3 separate regions of the Triticum aestivum genome follow, and regions 2 and 3 are each linked to region 1. A link is a contact called in public Hi-C data. All regions are on one chromosome and are shown on one strand. The core of a region is the stretch at or near the end of the contact, and the rest is flanking DNA. Distances in the headings are between cores, read along the strand shown. Region 1 holds the start of LOC543045 (myosin-3). Region 2 holds the start of LOC123188262 (chlorophyll a-b binding protein of LHCII type III, chloroplastic). Region 3 holds the start of LOC123188260.

What was found. Hi-C and Micro-C count contacts between places; a contact is called where the count stands out from the background.
Region 2: a Hi-C map of leaf shows a contact between it and region 1, with 9 times the contacts expected there. The contact joins the promoter of LOC123188262 here to the promoter of LOC543045 in region 1. A contact is called at or near these places in 2 of 5 Hi-C or Micro-C datasets (both in leaf).
Region 3: a contact with region 1 is called in a Hi-C map of leaf, with 9 times the contacts expected there. The contact joins the promoter of LOC123188260 here to the promoter of LOC543045 in region 1. A contact is called at or near these places in 4 of 5 Hi-C or Micro-C datasets (leaf and an unstated tissue) and 1 of 1 datasets of contacts at active chromatin or transcription factors (leaf).

What each region holds. Positions count from the first base shown.
Region 1 is chr2A:186,753,594-186,756,599 of IWGSC CS RefSeq v2.1, forward strand. It overlaps LOC543045 (myosin-3), which reads left to right and starts at 1,593. Exons shown (of 24, transcript XM_044600310.1): 1 at 1,593-2,927. The coding sequence starts at 2,358.
Region 2 is chr2A:186,897,865-186,900,870 of IWGSC CS RefSeq v2.1, forward strand. It overlaps LOC123188262 (chlorophyll a-b binding protein of LHCII type III, chloroplastic), which reads right to left and starts at 1,486. Exons shown (of 2, transcript XM_044600311.1): 1 at 1,205-1,486; 2 at 319-1,105. The coding sequence starts at 1,339. The coding sequence ends at 434.
Region 3 is chr2A:186,624,652-186,627,657 of IWGSC CS RefSeq v2.1, forward strand. LOC123188260 reads right to left here and starts at 1,544. Exons shown (of 3, transcript XM_044600309.1): 1 at 1,305-1,544; 2 at 1,145-1,208. The coding sequence starts at 1,413.

The DNA.
Region 1 (3,006 bases), core at 343-2,842:
CGCACACCTTACCTCTATGAGCACCTCCGAGAGACTGAGCCGGCATATCATCTTGAGATTTACGAAGTCACCGTAGGCGCCTCGTCGTCAACGGAAACGTCTCCTCCCACTAAAAGCGCATCGCCGGAAATCCTGAAATAAATTCAGAAATAATGCGAGCACCAGGATTTAAACCCTGATAGGTTGGGGATATCACTGTTCACCTAACCAACTCAATCACAGGAATTTCACGTTACTGCAGGGATGGGATGTTTGGGGGTCGTCCTGCCGCCCCTACGTTTGGTGGCCATAAAAGCCCAGATAAGCTTCCGGATAACTAACGAGGAACTCGCGACTTTGCAGTGTGATCAAGTCCTCCCATCGATCTGTTTCCTTTTCGCGTTGCAGGTAAAAACGTACGTACGTACGCAGTACTTGCGATCTCGCCCTGTAAATGTTGGACTTGTGATGTGACGAAGAAGGCGTCCTTGGATGGCCATAGAATTTCGTTGCAAACGACCGGCGCTCGTGCCTCGATTAATATCGCCGCCGGACGGACGGGCCACAGGACATTCTCTGTCAAATAAACTCAGGATCAAGTACTCGCACCTACTAGTATTTTTTCTCTCTCTCTTCTAGTAGCACAGTTTTCTCTTAGCAATTGAACAGTTCCTAGTTTTCTTAAAAATCGTACTAGTATACACGACGGCTCAAACAATTCACGGGCACTTTTACTTATCTTGGGTCCAAATACTTGCACAGGGCTAGTGCAGCCCCACATTGTCCCGGTTGAAGCGTATTTGGCCCTTTTTACTCGAGTGCGGTTCGACGAAATCGTTGCTTTCAGTAAAGAAAACGAATCTTCATGGATCTCGAAGCAAATGAGTGAGCTGAGGCGACGATCGACAACAAACCTTAAGGCCTAGCCACTTATTATTATTGTTATCCATAGACTACACCAGTAAGCGCACCCACCTAGGTTCATGGAAACGCGAGAGCCCGATAGAAAATGTATCCGCTTATTGTAATGCACGACCTCCTATTGACCATAACGCAATCAATTTTTTTATGATAAAAGAATGCTGCCTTGATTCTTTCCATGGAACATACAATACTACACAAACACCACAACTAAATGCTTCAATAAAAAACCTGGAGTATAAACAAAGAAGGCCGGCCAAATGGAAGCTACTTATCCATTTATTGATTTCTTGCATTTTAATGAACACGAAAAAAATCGGAAACAATTAAATGGGGACTTCTTTATCATAGTATTTGTATTTTAATGAGAACACAAAAGAAGTCGTCAACACAGGAATGGAAACAAGCAGTCAGACCTGTGTTGGTGGTGCGAGACCACTAATCTGCAGGGGCAGTTGGGTAACTTCGCCACCCCGAACTGAAGTCGTGGAGCGGAGGGCGCAGCCGCCCGCATCCAACGGTCCAAACCGGAGCCTCCAATCCACAGACAGCTCACGCGCACCCCGCCTCTCCGTCCCCGCAGTATCCACGAGAGTGCCAGCGTCCGGCCGGCGCAGTCCGGCGCTGCCCGCAGGGGCACATCAGTAATTCGCTTTTCTCCGCTCTAAATATTTTCGCCGGCGGCCTAAGTAACGGATCAAGAGCAAAGGGGAAAAAGACACGAGAGGCATGGTAGAGGCAGGGGACGGAGGTTTGAAATTGTGAGGGAGAAGCGAAACAAAAGCCCCGAGGGGAGCGGGGGGAGAGAGGGAGATAGCGAGAGAGCGGAGTAATTGCGTTTTTTGTTGGGGTTTTCCTCCTGATTCGGGAGTGGGAGGAGAGTGGGGGGAGAAATCATCCTGTCTCTCCGGTGCTGCTCGCTTTTGATGCGTTTCTTGGCCGATTTCTGCTGCCGCTGCCGCTGCTAGTGCCTTGATTCGGAGCAGGCTTTGCTTTGGTTTCGGGTTTTTTCGCCTTTCCTTTCGCCAGAGGTCGCCGGCTTTTGCCGCTGCCCAGGCTTCTTGGCCGCGTCGTCCCCTCCTCCCTTGAAAAATCGCGGGGAGTCTGGGTTCTTTTCCACCCCCCGTCCCTCGGTGCGGCACCGCCAAAATCTGTCCTTGGCGCCTGAGATTGGCGCTGTTTTCGGGGCAGGGAGCGTGAGATTTCGAGAGTTTTCTTGGGGGGATTTCGAGGTCTCCTGGTGCCTGGTCGCGTAATTCGGGGTTTGGGTGGGTGTCGCTTTCGGGCCCTTCCCGAGCCAGGGGGGTTCATGCGCCTGGAGTTGGCGCTGATTTGATGAGAAATGGAGAAGTCCCTGGCCTCCACGGCGCTCTGCTGTAAGATTTGGCGTATTGCCGTGTGAGCCCTTGCGTGCGCTCACTGGTTTGGTCCGGTGGCCTGTTGATTTCTCGGCGGTGATGCTCTCTGCAGCCGCCGTGATGGCGCCAGTCCCGGCCGCTCCCAAGAGCTCCCTCGAGGCCTTGCTCGAGACCATAAAGAAGCGCGACGAGCGGCCCAAGGATGAGCCGCCGGCATTGCCGGCCCGCCCGACGTGCCGTGGCCGGCTGCCCAGGGCAAGACGGTCGCCGACGCCTCCTAGGGTTCATCTTGAGGATGGAGTGGCAGAGGGTGCTGCAGCGGATACTGACGAGAAGCCGGAAGCTGTAGCGGATACTGACAAGAAGCCGGAAGCTGTGAATGAGAATAAGCCAGAGATGGAGAAGGAGAATACGCCAGAGGTCAAGAAGGAGATTGGTGGGCAGGAGGCCAAGGAGGGGAAGGCTGTAAATGGTCGCATCTTTGGGGCCAAGAGAAAGCTATGCAGTGTGGAACCAGTGGACGAGTCTCCATATGTTGAGAATCTCCACGAGGAGAGGAAGGATGCAACGGCCTGTAAGGAGCCCCCCTCTCCTTATTTTTCCTCAGCAAGAGCAAAGAGAAATGGGAAGCCAGTGTTTACTGATTCCATGGACTATGTCCTCCAGAAGGTGAGAGTCTCGTTCATTGTGAAATTCATGAGATTTATCCTATTATCATGTGAACAAGGTAACAGACAATTTGTTTCAA
Region 2 (3,006 bases), core at 236-2,735, 140 kb after region 1:
ATGACAATTGGATTAAAAGAAATCTAGAGCGTGCACACCCTTCATTTTGTTCATGGTCTGCCACTGCCGTTGGATCTCTTTAGCATGTGGAGGCGTGAAATTCTGTGGCCTTTGGGTCTAGCAATAGGATTAGTGATGCATGTGTGTGACATTTAATCCTTCGTGCAGTTGGGAAGAACCCCTGATGTTGTTACTTTTGGTACAAGCTTCACATCATAGTTAGTCTAATCAGTTACGCCACCATCTTCCCTTGACAAAATGTAACCACCAAAAACGAGCTAAGCACATCGCAACATATAAGCGACACACATCAGAAAGTGAACCAAAAAATCCTCCAAATTTCGAGATCACATCGACCATTCGTTGCTATTTGCACACACATGGGAGTAGTTTACACTTTACAATGGCATGCCACCATGGCGCGTCGGCCAGCCTAAGATCCAGGCGCAAACTTGGTAGCGAAAACCCATGCATTGTTGGCGACAGGGTCGTCGAGGTGGTCGAACAGGTTCTCCAATGGGCCCTTACCGGTGACGATAGCTTGGACGAAGAACCCAAACATAGAGAACATGGCGAGACGGCCATTCTTGATCTCCTTCACCTTAAGCTCAGCGAAGGTGACAGGGTCGTCGGCAAGGCCGAGCGGGTCGAAGTACTGGCCGCCGGGGTAGAGGTCGTTGCCCTCGCCGACGCCATCGAGACCGTTGATGCGGAACCCTTCAACGAGACCCATGAGAAGGACCTGGAAGCCGAGCACGGCAAGGATGCTCTGCGCGTGGACGAGGTTGGGGTTCCCAAGGTAATCGAGGCCACCCTCGGAGAAGATCTGCGAGCCGGCCTTGAACCAGACGGGCTCCTTGAACTCGACGCCCACCCACTTCTGGAGCACCTCGGGGAAGACGCACCCAAGAGCGCCAAGCATCGCCCACCGCCCGTGGATCACCTCCAGCGCCCTGTTCCTCGCGAACGCCTCCGGGTCGGCAGAAAGCCCGGCGGTGTCCCAGCCGTAGTCGCCGGGGAACTCGCCGTTCAGGTACGACGGCGTCTGCGCGGAGAAGGGGCCCAGGTACTTGACGCGGTCCGGGCCGTACCACAAGTCGTTGCCCTGCGAGCGAGCGCGCACACCAGACAATCGTTAGCTCTTAGCACGCGCACATACTAGCATTGCAGACGAGTTCCGTGGTGGTTAGTTCATGGCACGTACCATGGTGATTCTGCCGTTGGCCGCGGCGGCGATGTCGCGGAGGGGGGTGGCGCTGGCGGCGCGGCCCTGGCCGCTGAGGAACGGGGTCTTGGCCACAACGGCGCGGGAGGCGGCGGCCATGATCGTGGATGCCATGTGTGCTGCTCCGGGGTCCGTACGGTGGCCTAGCCGGCTGTTGCTGCTGGGTGCTTCTCAGTGAGTGGTGGGAATTAGAGAGGGGCGACGTGTAAGTATTTGTAGCACAAGTTTTTGTGGAGACGTGGGGGTGGTGGAGGATTTCTGGATTTTTTTTTTGAAAGCAGGATTTCTGGATTTGGTTTGGACCAATCAGGGAGCTGCATTGGATCGGTGGAGGCGTGGTGCTGCCACCTCGGATCGTCGGATGGGTTCCTATCCCAAGGTTATCTATCTCAGCGCCGAGGCATTTTCTCGGTGCGCCTATAGAGTGACCCCGATGGTAGTCTGGTACATTGCCTGCAGCGGCGCAGAAACGGCCGGACCACCAACCAGACTAGGCCACATGTTTACCTTGAGGTCTGCCTTTTTTTCCAAAAAATTCCTCTTCTATTTGTTTCTTTTTTATTTTATTTATATTTTGAAATATATTCTGCATATATATACACTTAATAATTACATTTTTTTTCTATAAGTGTCATCACACATTTAAAAAATGTTAACACAAGGTAAAAAATTCGTTCGCACAATGTTTTTGAAAATGTTATTACTATTAATAAAAACATATTCGTCACTATTACAAATGTTCACACAATTCAAAAATTGTTTGTGATTTTTTCTAAATGCAAATATACAATGTAAAAAAAAGTTCGCATAATTCAATAAAATGTTTTGTACCATTCAAAACACAGGTTAGTGAGATTTTAGAAACATGCTTGCCGTTTTCAAAAATATATTCATAATTTTTTTAAATGGTTATACAACATAAAAAATGTTTCATGCAATTAAAAACATGGCCAATATAAAAAATCTCTTACGTAATGAGAGGATCTGGCTCGGCTACTCTAAAGCTTAGCTCGAGTGTTGTGAACAGTCTGGTACTCTTGGGCCTCTTTTTTTAATAAAATAAGGTGGGGGAAACCCTTTTTGGTAAAAAAAACATGTTCAACGTGCATTTAAAATTGTTCAACCTCTATTATATTTTTCGAATCATGTACTTAAGAAACTATAGATCATGTATATGAAAAATGTTCAATGTGTATCAAAACAATTCCTCCTGAATAAAAAATGTACAACATGTATTAAAAAGTAGACATGTGTTAAGAAACACAAAAAAGAGAAAAACACATAAAACCAAACAAAATAAAAGCATAGAAAACTGAAAACATGCAAAAGATTCCTAAAACCACTACGCTCTCCCTCTATTTGGGTCGGGACCGGCTAACGCCAGAGGCGATGGTACAATCGGTGTCGCAGTAGGGTATGCATAGCATTGGCATCATTTTTTCCTCTGACTATCCATACCGGCAATGTTGGGCCGGACTGCATCTTGAAGCCCGATATTCATTCAACCTATACTATAGTCTGTGTCCCGAGGGCTCCTGTTCCGTGCTTTCGGCGCCGCGGGAGCCAACCGGCGCCCACCGCAGCGCCTAGTGGACCAGCCCACGACTAGCAGAATTGTGGAACAGTCTCGCCAAAAAACGAGCAAAAAAAACTTTATGTACAAGGACTCGAACTCGTGTCGGTCTGCATCTGGAAGCCCAATATAAATTCAAGTTATAATTTGTGTCGAGAGGTGATGATACTGAAGGAAATATGCCCTAGAGGCAATAATAAAGTTGTTA
Region 3 (3,006 bases), core at 294-2,793, 130 kb before region 1:
AAATTTCAGTAACTGATCTAAGGGATTAACGCAAAATGTGGTCAGGGCTAAGAGGCAAGTTCGAATAACTCTCTATGGTCAGTGTCAGCACCTATTATTTTTGCATTACTTTAACCTCTAGCGACTTTTTTTTCCCTCGACAGCTTTTCCCATGCAAAAAATTACAATGCGGTGTAACTTGAACAACTCACAAGATAGCATGTTTGCAGTTTGGCCAGTACAATTACAGCAACCAGATGAGGGGCGCAAAAGCAATCGATGGTACGCATTATACCAAGTATTTCGTAAGCAAAAAATGCTCAATTCAAGTAAGGTACTCCCTCCGTACCAAAATATAAGACGTTTTGCAGTTTAAATTGAACTGCAAAAACGTCTTATATTTTGATACAGAGGTAGTAGAATACAATTTTCAGACAAACCATCCTAGTTAGCCAGAGCAACAACATTAGTGGAGTGCATAGTAGATAAAACATGTGTTGAAACATCTGAAACTATCTATCGCCAACTCGATTACACATACAAATGAGAGGTAATGCTCGACAATGTCTTCAAAGTAGCACATGTTTTACATTATTCTAATCAATCATGCCCTCGATGCTGCGGTGCCGAACAAAATCAATGATTAAGCAGAGTGGTAGTGCAGGCTTTCAACTATTGGTAGCATGCAGCGCTGCGAGGAGTGGCTAGGGTGTTCGCGTTATTTGTTATGCTATAACATTGCTCGATCTATGGTCCAGCATGGACCTTTTGATCTCGGCACTAGCAGCTCAACTTCTGCAAGCTATTTTCCTCCTTCCCTCAATGAAAAAGAAGGTGCAATCGCTTGCTTGCGCCTGCTCTACAAAAAAAGTGTGCCCTCATGCATAAACACGAAACGCTGTATGAATCATCCAATAAACTTCATGCAGTGTTCTTCGTAATGGTAATGTCAAACTAATCAGTCTGTGTTCAGCTCATCCGACATATTACATGTTACTGATGTTACTCAAATTCCCCAATTTAAACTGCCCCCAAGTCAGTTTTTTTTTTTGGACCGGAGCCCCCAAGTCAGTGAACTCATAAAGATTGACCTCGACCCTGAGGAATTGATTCCAACAAATAAATAGTGGGAATAAAAAGTAATCAGCGTAATCCTTTTGCTCACCTGTTGATCGAACTGAGGGCAGCCGATGAAGAGGACGGCTGCTTCCCCTCGGACGTATCCATCGCTGCGAAAGGGGAAAAACACGGAACAAATCAGGGTCAAGGGAAGTGGAAAACCAACAAATCGATGAAGAAAGACAAAGGCTCAAAAGAAAAACTACGTTGTGGGGCTTCTGCTGCGGTGGACGCAGCGGGCGCGCCCTCGGAGGCGTCCATGGCGGCGGCGCCGGCGCCATTCTTGGCCTTGTTCTTGTTGCGGCCCTTGGCCATGGCTGCGCGCGCGCCCTTCTCCTCGTCCTAGGGTTTCCCCGGGCGCTTTGGTCGGCTCGGTTGTGTCTCTCTCCGCCGCCGTCTCGGCAGGGGCGGAAGTTGTATCTTTGCGATTGCGACGAAAGAAAGCGGGCCTGGTGAGGCCTGGTAGCTAGGCCCATGAGTTTTGGAAGGACGGCTAGCAAACCTCACGGGCCCATGACACGTCTCTCTCGACTGAGCCCAAATTGCCTCAAAACAAAACTGAGCCCAAATATCTACTCCCGTGCCTCCACTTCGCAGGTCCCCTCAAAAAATAAAAACTTCGCAGGTGTCGAGTCAGGACTCAGGAGTCGGGACCCCGGGATGGATCACGAAGCGGAAGATGATACCGTAACAGTTTAGGCCTCGTTTGGTTCATAAAAATTCGAGAGGATAGGATTCGAGAGGATAGGATTCTTATAGGATTTTTTCCTTTAGAGCCCCTTTGATTCATAGGAATGGATTCCTATTCCTACATAGAATTGGTTCCTATCCTCCACATTTTATAGGAAAATAAAAATGAGCCTAGACTTAATGAAAAAATTCTTTTGGTGTCAACTAAATGATATCTTGTTTTCTATTCCTACTCATAAAATTTGGGATACATGTCATCTCATTTCCTATAAGATTCCTATTCCTACGATAATTCTATCCTATGAACCAAAAGAGGCCTAGTGACTGTAGCAAACACATGACTAGATGTTTCGTTGATAGAGTACTACTGTACAGCACTACTCCTTCCGTCCCATAATATAAGAACGTTTTTGACACTACGACTACACTAGTGTCAAAAACATTCTTATATTATGAGACGAAGGGAATAGTACTTTTCTGTAGCAGTTCATCTCACACGTTGCTGTCTTAATTGATTGATCAGGCGAGGAAAAAAGGCAGGCTATTGTGCTCCTCTGCCTTTTTTGCCGTGACAGGCACGTAAATTAGTAGTCCTCAACGAGTTAATACTACCAGCACGCAGCAACTGAATATCTTTCCCTGCCACAAGTACACATCAAAGCTTACACGAATCGACCGGAAACATCTTGAACGAGCGATTTACTACTGGTCCTACTCCTACACCGTCACTTTCCTGGGGGGGGATGGCACTCCATTTTTCTGGACGCGATGATCCGCGGGCCAGGGGCATGCACGGCACCATAGACAGAGAACGACGGCTCAAACCCCAGGCTCCAAACGCCTGGGGCCAAACATGCCGGCCACGCTGCCGCCACGTCGTCGGCCCAACCAAAGTCACAGCAAACCAAAAGAAACGGTTTCCTGACCTGAATTTTTCAGCGGTCCAAAGGACGGCACTGCTACGTAGCAGCATCCCTGCGTGCGTCGCCAGGAAGAGGAAAACCTGACCACGTCAATGAACCCAGGCCACATCCCGATCAGCCCTTCGCCACCACCACCGGCTGCCTCGCCTCGACGGGAACGGCAGGCGAGGACACGGCGCAGACACTTGGAGCCACCCAGTTCGCGCAGCCTTTCAGATAACACTACATTTTTTCAGTGCCGTTCGGGTAACAGCCATAATAACTGCCACTCTGCTCTTCCACTATTACCGGCCCA